Regions from separate parts of the Mus musculus genome. Here region 1 is linked to region 2. The links are chromatin contacts, called in public HiChIP or PLAC-seq maps. All regions are on one chromosome and are shown on one strand. The core of a region is the stretch at or near the end of the contact, and the rest is flanking DNA. Distances in the headings are between cores, read along the strand shown.

Evidence for each region. HiChIP or PLAC-seq counts read pairs in DNA pulled down with a chosen protein or histone mark.
Region 1: a contact with region 2 is called in an H3K27ac HiChIP or PLAC-seq map of microglia, with 4 times the contacts expected there. The contact joins two enhancer-like sites. A contact is called at or near these places in 1 of 15 datasets of contacts at CTCF or cohesin (the NIH/3T3 cell line), 4 of 484 Hi-C or Micro-C datasets (the G1E-ER4 cell line, bone marrow-derived macrophages, megakaryocyte progenitors and 1 more), 3 of 115 datasets of contacts at active chromatin or transcription factors (effector CD8 T cells, microglia and neural progenitor cells) and 1 of 9 other capture datasets (embryonic stem cells).

Annotation. Positions count from the first base shown.
Region 1 is chr12:25,328,080-25,333,373 of GRCm38.p6, forward strand. No RefSeq gene overlaps it. Among named protein-coding and RNA genes, the nearest start is that of Gm36723, 25 kb to the right of the region's middle. Within about 2 kb of position 2,147, at least 42 of the 459 cell types and tissues checked have an H3K27ac peak or open chromatin away from gene starts, as enhancers often do. A contact at or near this core is called in bone marrow-derived macrophages and microglia, where this site is marked.
Region 2 is chr12:25,214,153-25,219,310 of GRCm38.p6, forward strand. Gm36287 (a long non-coding RNA gene) reads left to right here. Exons shown (of 9, transcript XR_003950180.1): 7 at 3,593-3,770. Among named protein-coding and RNA genes, the nearest start is that of Gm36441, 7.1 kb to the left of the region's middle. Within about 2 kb of position 2,824, at least 93 of the 459 cell types and tissues checked have an H3K27ac peak or open chromatin away from gene starts, as enhancers often do. A contact at or near this core is called in bone marrow-derived macrophages and microglia, where this site is marked.

The DNA of each region.
Region 1 (5,294 bases), core at 897-3,396, 110 kb after region 2:
ACTGTGGCACTTGCTCTCATGCACATGTACCCATGCACATACTTATTGTTAAAAGTAATAAAAGCAAAATCTTAAAATAGCATTATTAGAAAGCAATAATAGTCTCTTATAACTATACGCACGGTAGAGCTCTGGGAAGCATCTGCAGCCTCTGTAAGGTTCCAGGAAGAACATTATCATATGCAGAGTGAACCTACACTACAGCAGAGGGCTGCTCAGGAGATACAGATACGGACCCCGCATCTAACAAATGCTGTACAGTCTACCTTCAGCATCATGTCACTTTCTGGTACTTTGGGTTCCCTTCTTTTGTTTCTCTCGCATCAGCATCTCTGATGTCTCCATGTCCTATTCGATTGGGGCTTATTGGATTAATCTTGACCTCTGGAAGAGAGATGGTCCCTTTAATCTGCTTACCTGAGGAACCCAGATGAGGAACTTCTCATAACTGCCTCCTCGACATTTTTTTTCTCTCTTGCATTTACACTTCTGCTCATTATGGAGGGGGAAATGCAATAGACCTTCCAAAGGGGAGCAGGTGACTCTGAGTGCGTCTTGATTGAATTTCAGTGGCCAGACGGCACACTGAAGAGTTTGCCTTTAGCAGCGACATAATTATTAAATTTCTTTAGTAGGGGGAGGGGAAGAGAGGGCACACACTATTGATTTGTAAATCTCCAAGGAGTGCTCACATTTATTCAATAGTATATTTTCTGAGAGGGTTTTGTAAATACTCATTTCATATCCTCCAAAATGATGGCAGAGCTGATTGCAAACACTGGGTGATTTTTCATGATCTCATTTTAAATGGGTATTTATTCAATTGTTAAAAGGATTCCATAACCTTGTGATTCAGCAATCATTGTGGTGGGCTGAAAGTTCACCCAGTGAATGTTTGAAGATTGTAATAAAGTGTTTGGCTGGGTCTTGTAGGAATTGCTGGAGGGAAAAGCATAGGTGTGAAGCAGAAATGTCAGTCCTGCCCTGCATACAGAAAGGCTTACAAATCATCTATTTTCTGTCTTTTAATTCCCACAGCCTGAGCCACTCCAGCCTCTGGGTGCTGGGCATAGCCAGTGGCTCTGATGTCCCCTTCCTCTGGGCTTTGACAAGCAGTCTCCCTCCCTCTACAGCTCCCTTCCCCAAAGCCTAGCACAGAGTGGGTAAAGGCTGCTGTGTGGAATGATTCCTGGGGAGAGTGGGGCAGGAAATGGGGAAAGGAGGAAATAAGGAAAGCCAAGCACCAGAGTCCCAGCTCTCTCCTCCATGACATGTGGCATGGGTCACCTTTTACCTGCATTTGGGTGTGGGCCATGCAGGATCAGAGGAAACCAGAGGTGGAGACTCTGGGTCTACCTTGACCCTGTTATTTATTTAGTGATGAAGGTTTTTTCCTTTCTTTTTTAAATCTCTGTACCATCCCGGAGAGGAGAGGTTGCACAGTGGCTTCCTGGCATCTTTTGAACCACACTCTGGGCATCTGCTTGTTGCTTGAGCTAATGGCTCTGTTCATCTGTGTGCTGTGAGATTTTGCAGCAGGTGGATTTCTGGGAGTTCCTCCCACAGAGTTTGTGACATAGCTCTAATGTCTGGGGAATGCAATCAAACCTCTTCCCAAGGCACACGTGGATATGTGCAGGACTCTTACAAACAATCTAACCTGACATATGCTAACCTTCCTCTGAGATGTCTCACCAGCAAACTCAGTACTAGCCAGACTGACTTCCAGCTGTCTTTGGCATCCGTATTTTGGGGAATATGTCTGAAGCAGGAGAGGAAGTAAATAAGTGAGGCCTTGATTCTGTGTAGGACTGGTGGTGGTCCAAGAAGAACCCAGATGAGGAATTGAGAAGGAGGAGAAAGAGGAGGAAGAGGGAGATGAGGAGGAAGAGGAGGAGGAGGAGGAGGTGGTGGCAGCTAGGTTTGGCCTCAGATGAAAGTCAAGATGAACCTGGTGGAGTAGGAGGAAGGAGGTCTCTCAAGCAAGTGAGAGAGGGACCAACAAGCCACAGATTAGCCTCTGACATTCAGAGTGGGAAGTGGTCCAGTTTATCGGTGGAGGCCTGGTGGTGCTAGACTTGAAGGCTGAGAGGATGTTGACAGAAATGGGGATGTGAGACTGGGCAGCAGACGGACATATCAGTGATTGTTGGCAGAAACCAGAGCATGACACTGGAGCTGGGTGGAACTGGGAGGAGCTTGGTGGAGCTGGGCAGGGAGCTGCTTAGAGATTTCCCTCTCCAAGGACTTTTGGTGGGAGTCCATTGTCCGAGTTTCATTTCTGTTTCTGTGATAAGATATCTTTACAGAAAGCAACCTATGGGAGAAAGGGTTCATTTTAGCTTACAGTCTGCTAGTCCATCGATGTGGGGAAGTCACAAGGTGAGGAACTTGAAGCTTCTGTCAGATCCAGAGTCAAGAGCAGAGAGGAAAGGCCTGCTTAGTACACTGTTGGCTTTCTCTACTCTTCTATAGTCCAAGGCCTGGACTTGGGGAGGGGCTACCCACTTTCTTATCAATTAAGGCAATCGAGACAATACTCCATAACATGCCCATGGGCTAACCTGATCTAGTCACTCTCTCACTGAGACTCTACATTGTGTCAAGTCAACAAGTAAAACTAACAGTCCCAGCTATGGAGCCAGAGCCACCATCAGCAGTCAAGGTGTGGGTCCGGACTGGACGAGGGTCACTGTCCTCAGGATTCATCCCTTAGAGTCATCTACCTTCCCTCCTATACCCAATCATCTACAGAGATTTCATCTACAGAGATTTAGCTTTTACCTGCTAATAACCACAGAAGTAGATTCCAGTATATTCCACAGGCCAGTATTCCATACCTTTGTAAGCCTTAGTAGACTAAACTCTATTTTAGACTTGTTTTAATTTATTAATTTGTTTTAATACTATTTTAGTATTTGTTTTAATTCCAAAGTAACTTTCCATTCATGAAAAATGAGGATTTGTCCTCTGTCACTCAAGAGGAATTCTCTTCTATGATGGGGATTTGTTTTTGATATCAGAATTTCTCAAAGTTAAGGGTAGATCTCTGGGGTGCTTTGGGGGTTTAAAGATTGTATAATTTTCTTTAAAAGTATAAAATTAATAATATGTAGTTAAATATGGAAGTTGAAATCTGTTGAGAATAGGAAAATCTCAATAAATTATACATTTTAAGAGTTAGTGTGCTGGTTCTGCCTTTATCACTGTGAAAAAGATTCTTGTGTTAAGTTATCAGAAGGAAGGTCTGTTTTGGTGTGGAGGACTGTACATAACTGTGCTGAAGCAGGGGCACATGGTGCAATATGCTGGCTATTTCATGGTGGACAGGAAGCAGACTAGAGACTCAATATCCTCATCCAGGACACACCTATGATGACCTAATTTCTTCGTAGAGGAAAACTTCTGAAGGTTTTAAACTTCCCTCAGAGTGTCATCCACTGAAAATAAAGATGTTAAAACATGGCCTCTGGTGAAAGAGTCCAGATCCAATTATAGCTGCCTGAGAAATGGTATGATCGTGATGGAAACAGCAACTCTTGCTAGTTAGCTACATTGGTAATGCTCTTTCTCCCTAGATTTTTGCCCAGGTGTGTGTGTGTGTGTGTGTGTGTGTGTGTGTGTGTGTGTGTGTGTTTCACATGTGTGTGGGCACATGTGAATCTGTGTGTGCCCACACAATGTGCCAAAGGTTGATGATATTGGCTATTTTCCTCCATGCTTTCCACCTTATGTATTGAGGCAGTGTCGGATCTAAATCCAAATCTCTCAGACTTGCCTAGTCTGGCTAGCCAGCTTGCTCGGAGGGTCCCCACTTCCATGCTAAGCCATCTCCTTTGTTTGCCTTCTCCTTACACAGTTTTACAATGTTATTTTCTTTTGAGCATGTAGTAGCAATTAAGCTACTTCTGGTCAAGCTGATAAAGTTTCACTCTGCATAGATGGTATTGAGAGAAATACTTTCAGCTACAGGGTCCTTCTCTGGGGTGGCAGATGTGCACTGCCTCTGCAGCCGCTAGTTTGGTTAGATCTGGTCCCCAGCAAGGACTAGGGAATACTGAGGCTTGTAGATCTCCCTAGGTTTGGTCTTTGGCGGGTGAGCTGAACACCTTCAACTCTGCCCATTGTTGGCAGTGGCTTAGCATTTAGACTGGACCATGATTGCCCCAGATGCAAAGCCCATCTAAAATGACTGCTTGGTCATATTTTCCACTTAAGGTCAGAGACAGGGTCTGAATGTTCATTAGGGCAGAATGATGCAGAGATATGCCACGTAGGGCTAGTACCATAGGCTGAAGACTCCGCCCCATCGTTAGGATCATCACTAGGGAGAAAGACACTACATTTGATAGAGTTGTGTATGCAGGGCCAAAGAAGGAGCCACGCAACTGGGGGACATGAGTAAGCTGTATAAGCTGATGGCAGTGTCTCATATGACAACCATGACTGTCACGCCCACCCTCCCCCTTGACAGACACGACGCATGAGCTGAGGGTTCTTTCCCAAGATTATAATAGGGCACAGAAATGAGATGTTTAACTGCAGCTTGGAGTCAGCCTCATGGCAACTCTCCGAAGACTGGCAGCTGGCGCGGTTATTAGCAAATTGCCATCTGCTTCAGTCCTCCTCCTGGGAGTTTCATCTGATCCTATTAGTTTCCTAGGGCCTGTTCTACCTGGGAGACGCCTCCAGGCTAAGGACCAGGTCCAGAGATGGTATTGCTCACTGTTACAGAGAATTCTCTGAGGGAGCGCTTTGAAACAAGTGTGGGTCCTGCCCTGTGGATGTGGGGTGAATTATTGCACAGTCACGACCTGAGGCTTCCATCCTCCTGCTTATCACTCACACCAGCTCAAACCAACATGTGTTCATTCCTCCAGGAAGCACTGAGCTTTAACCAGTGGAGGACACAGGAAAAGATCCTTGGCTCATAACTTAATAGGCCTGTCAGGAGCTGAGTGAATTCTGTACAGGTTTTATGAAGATCTTTCCATTATAGATCACAGAGACACTTTTGTACGGCCCAAGTTAAGGCATGGGATTGATTGATTCATGTAATTGCAAGGTTATAAGGTGGGGCTAGTGCAGGGGTTCTCAACCTTCCTAATGCTGCGACCCTTTAATACAGTTCCTCACGTTGTGCTACCTCTAACTGTAACATTATTTTTGTTGCTACTTCATAACTGTAATTTTGCTACTGTTGCAGATGTAATTAAGATATCTGTGTTTTCCAATGGTCCTGGGTGACCCCTGTGAAAGCGTTGTTCAACCCACAAAGGGGTCACAAAGCACAA
Region 2 (5,158 bases), core at 1,574-4,073:
GCACGGTAGGCAGTGGGGAGAGGCCTGTGGACCCCTGCAAATCTGGATAGCGTTCAAAGAGGTTCTGGTTCTTTACTTGTCCTGGTCAGCACTGTTTCTGCCTCTTTCCTGACTCAGCGAGTGACCTGCAGTGACCCCGAGGAGGGAAATGTCTTGGCTAGACTTGAGGACTTATTCTATGAATCAGGGGCAGAAGTCTCTGGCCTTGTTCTGTCATTGAAGTTATGTCACATGATTTTGTAGAGGGAGAGTGTCACCCCAGTTTTTTGACAACCAAAGCTGGGCTACACTTTAGCTTGTAGACCCCTAAGAACTTCCTCAACAGAGGATCAAACTGTACCGTGAATTTGATGAGTCTATTGTATGTAAGAGGCACCCCGGTACAGCCTAGCCCTTGGTATTCCCTGATGAGAAGCCAGTGAAGAGGAGAATCAGCACCCCCTGCTATGAGTAAGACCTAGTTGTAGAGTCTAGGAAAGAGTTTGAATAAAGAGATGCATAGGTTTCTCATGTAGCAAGTTGTCTGGATCTGATGACCTTAGAGTTGATGTAGCAGGCAGAGCTCATTGTGGAAGAAAAAAGAAACCATTCTAGGTATGTTAGTCAGCAAAGTCTCTACTGCAGGGGATTTATTTATAAAATCAATGGAGGGGCTGAAGGAGAAGGATACAGGCTGGGCCTTGGGAACTGCTCTACCTGGAAGGGTCTAAGTCTCATCCTTGGGAGAACTGATTCTAAGCCCTCCAGCCTAGGGCAGGTGTGGAGAAGGGGTTGGCATTGAATCCTTGTCTCTAGAGAACTGATGCTATCTGCACTACCATTCAGACCTGGAGGATGAGTACCGTCACACAGTGGCAGCCACCGTTAGGCATTCTAGACAGAGAAAGCATCCACTTGACCACTGCCTTATATAGACAGTGATTTTGTGAAAGCTAATTATCATCCAAAACCTTTACTGAAAGGAAGCTTGGGGAATACCTTCCAACTCTCTTAAGGAAGAATACAAGTGGGCTATTCCAGGGAACCCAGCACATGGGACAGCAGAAGGCTGCTGGCTAAAGTAGGCTTGCCCAAGAGAAGTTCTTCAAGAGAAGTTTGACTCAGGAACACATTCTCCTTTAGGTAGGCCCATGATGGAAAGGGACCATGTTTTTCAGTTTCTGATTTGACACTGGAAGCTTTTAGCCCCAGTTCTATATCCCTCAGATAAGTGGCTTTGAAAAGTTCCGGTTGCCCAATTGTGGGATAAGGAAGTGTGTGTGATAAGCCAGAGTGGGGCTCTCCGGCTACAGCAACTTATGGTCTAAGGTCTCAGAAGTACTTCTCCGGAGGAGTAGCTCTTTGTTCCTGGATTTGCGAGGCCTCAAGAGCCCTTCACTGGGCACTTTCTCTGAGAGTTCATAAGGATCAAAGGAGCAAGGAGGAGGGGAGATGTGGGGGGAGTTTGGTGACCACAAGTGAAGGGGGGTGGGGTGCTGCACAAACAGCTGTGTCCAGTGTACCCGACCCAGAGCTCCAACATAGATGCTTCTATTAGGATGGGACACCAAAGCCCAGCCCATTTGCCTCGATTTCCCCCGGCAATGACCACTGTCTTTTAGGAGAATGTAGAGAGGGCAAGCACTCACAATGAGCCTGGAACTTCACACTGCAATACCATCTGAGCTCCAGTGGTTACCTGCCTTATAAGCTCGGTGGCTTCTTCCCAGCCTTGGTGGTCTGTCTGTCTGTTGCAGTGGGGATGGAAAGCAGCTAAGGGTGTTTGCTCAGTGAGCATTTACGGAGCATCTCCTTTGCACTGGGTTCTTGGTTAGCATTAATTAACAGGGGCTGGAAAGATGGCTCAGTCAGTAAAGTGCCTGTCAAGGAAGCAAGAGGATCGAAGTTCTGATCCCCAGGATCCCATGAAAAGCCGGGAGTATGGCCTTCTGTAATCCCAGCACCACAGAGGCAGAGAGCTAAGAGGATCACTGGGGCATGCTGGCAATCATCACGCTAGGCAGTTGTGAGCAACAGAGTTGGTGACAAGACTGTCTCAAAAATAATGTGGAGAGCAGTAGAGAAGACATCTGATATCAACTTCTAGTCTACAAACACACACACACAGACAGAGAGAGAGAGAGAGAGAGAGAGAGAGAGAGATACACACACATACAGACACACACATACAGGTATACACACATACACACATACATACACACACTTACACATAGAGGTACCTATACACAGACAAACATACAGACACATACATACTTACACAGACACACATACATACACATACACACACATACCACACAGATACACACACATACACAGCACACATATACATACACAGCACACACACAGGCATACACATACCACACACATACATACACACATCACATATACACATATAGACACATATATATATACACATACATATGCATACCACCACACAGATACACACATACACACCACACACAGAGACACACACATAAATACAGAGACACAGACACACATACACACACACTCACATGCACATACACACACACACACACACACACACACACACACACACACTAAAGGGAGGGCAGGGAAACAATAGATGTGTGATAAGGTAAGGTGTGCTGCTTAGAGACCCCAGATACAAACAGGATGCAGTGTTCTGGCCCTGCAGTCATCACTAGGACATATCTACCTGGGGCTCTCCACGTCCCTTGCAGGACTTCCTGGTACTAAGAGGAAGGCAAGGGTGGGGCAGAGCGGGTGGAGGATGGGATGGTTCTGCATGGTTACCCATGGCTGCAGCGGAATGTGGTGAATGGTTAACTCCAGATACCACTTCTGGCCCTGAAACAAAAAGCTATGCTTGTCAGCATTTCCCTTTTCTGTGCTGTGAATACTCTCCCATGCTGATTGAAGCTCTTCATGGGGCCTTGTGTGGCAGGCAGGTCTGCTCACACTGGGCATTAGCAGTACAAAGCCGCAGGCTCCAGGATGCCATTGATGTGGCAAGGGGCTGGCTGTACTGTGGAGACAGGGTCACTGCCCCCCCTGACCCCCCCCCCCCCCAGGTAGGAGGATCCTATGGACTGACCATGCTCAAATGGCTTCATGTATATCTTAGCAGGGGGTCACTAAGGCCTTGCCACCCAGCCCCAGGGACTTCAGAGTCTTGTCTAGGGTCACACAACTGGCAACTAGGCCCATCCCCCACTCCTGGTTCTTGTGTTCCCTTATGACCTCTTATTTCCTCCGAGGCCAGTCCTGTCTGGAGAAGTCTGTTGGAAGGCAGGATGGTGACACTTTAGCTACTTGTACTGGGAGCAGACACTGGCATGCTAAAAAGTCAACAAACACATGTGCTCTTTGGTGGGCTCTGAACACCCGGCTTCCTCCAAGTCTTTGACGGCAGCCTCATTTGTGCTTACCATCCTGCCTCCCGGTCCCTCCCGTGCCCGACATGAGTCCCATGCAGATGAAAGGACACAGGAGGTAAACACATCCCAGCACCCAGTGTGTCCTTTTCACTGTAGGCAGTTTCGAATCCCCATTTGTGAGCTTCGTGGTCCATGGCATACTTGAACAACCATTGTCCTGATTGTTCCCAAAGGGGTGTCTACTACCTCGAAGAAGATTGTGTGTGTATGTGTGGATCAGAACTCAACTGAACTTGAAATGCCAGGCCTGCTGTTTCACACGCTCTGGACATCATGAAGACAGTTTTCCCTCCTAGCCTCGGCTCCTACTGTAGCAGTGAGATGAACCTGCATCTAAGGGGGCTTGCTCAGGTGAGCATTTATCGAGAATTAGCCGATGTTAACAAGCATGAATAACCAGGCTGTGGGCCTGAGAGAACGTCAAGTCTTTTGGGGGGTTGGGGGAGAATGACCATTAAAGGTTGATGCCCAAGCGTGACGAGGCAGAGAGATGTGGGGGCAGAAGTTGGTCAGAATCCGTGGGAAAAGGCCCCAGAGGCTTTCTGCAGGCCAGGTGGCCAGGTGCGGCGCCTGCGTGTGGGCGGACAGGTGCTCGGCTGATGTCCCAGGGAGAGAGACATGAAGAAGCCTGCTGGCTCAGGGTCTTCTGGAATGCTGTGTGTAGGTCGGGGTGGTGAGGGGGAGGATGCCACAGCAGTGGAATATCCCTGGGGTAAGCGAACTCACGGGGTTTAGTGGGCTCACCAGCTCTCTCTCTCTCTCTCTGCAGAGCCATACACTATGTTTGTGGCTCACACTGCCTCCATGAAGCCCTGGGAGTGTTCTAGTCTTAGTGACCCAGGGCACACGTGATCACGTGAGCTGCAGAGCATCCTGCTTTCCGAGGGCCACCATAAGGGACGTTAGGTGGCCTGCTCGGAGCCTGAGGCACCTGGGAGGGCTCTGCTCCCACCTCCCGATGTCCTTCCTTTCTGCCATATCCGAGGAACTTGGCTGAAAAGCTACCAACCACAGGCCTGAATGAGTCCTTTCTTCCCAGGGAGACACCTGCATGGAGGTTGGGGGCCCAGGAAGCCGGTGACAGCAGGTGTAGCTACTTGTTCTCAAGTGTTTCCTCTGATAACATTTCACAGAGATCGGCTTTGCTGGATGCTCCGGTCTCCTGGGGGCCTGCGGGTGCCCTGGAGGAAGGGAAGGAAGAAGAGAGTAGGGGGGAGGGGAGGAGGGAGACATAGGGCAAGGGAGGCGGAGTGGGGGGGTGGGGGTGGGGGGAGGGGAGGGGAGAGAGGGGGAAAGGGAAAGGGGGAAAGAGCGGTGGCCGTGGCAATAGTCTTCCTCGAACCTGGATGGGCCTAAGCACCCTGCTCACAGATGTATCACAAGTCCAGCTTCCCTTGCATGGTCCTGTCTGTAGCATGAAGCAGGGGATGAGATACTGTCAGAACAAGGGCTTGTTTCAAAGAGAAGATGCAGCTCTCCAGCTTGCCCTTGATTTTACAGCAGGCAGCTCAGCACCCCCAAACCCACCCGAGCTGCAGCCTGTGTGGAAAGGAAACCAGTGTGACGGGGGTGGGGGGTGGTGGGGGGTGGGGGGGTGGGGGGGGCGTTTCTGTCTCTGTCTGCCTGTCTTTATCCTCGTGGGCTTTGCTGATGTCAGGGTGAAGGGGACAAATGACATTTTGCTAGGAACGGAGTCACCATGTGTTTTTTTTTCCCCCTCCACTGCATCATAATACCTG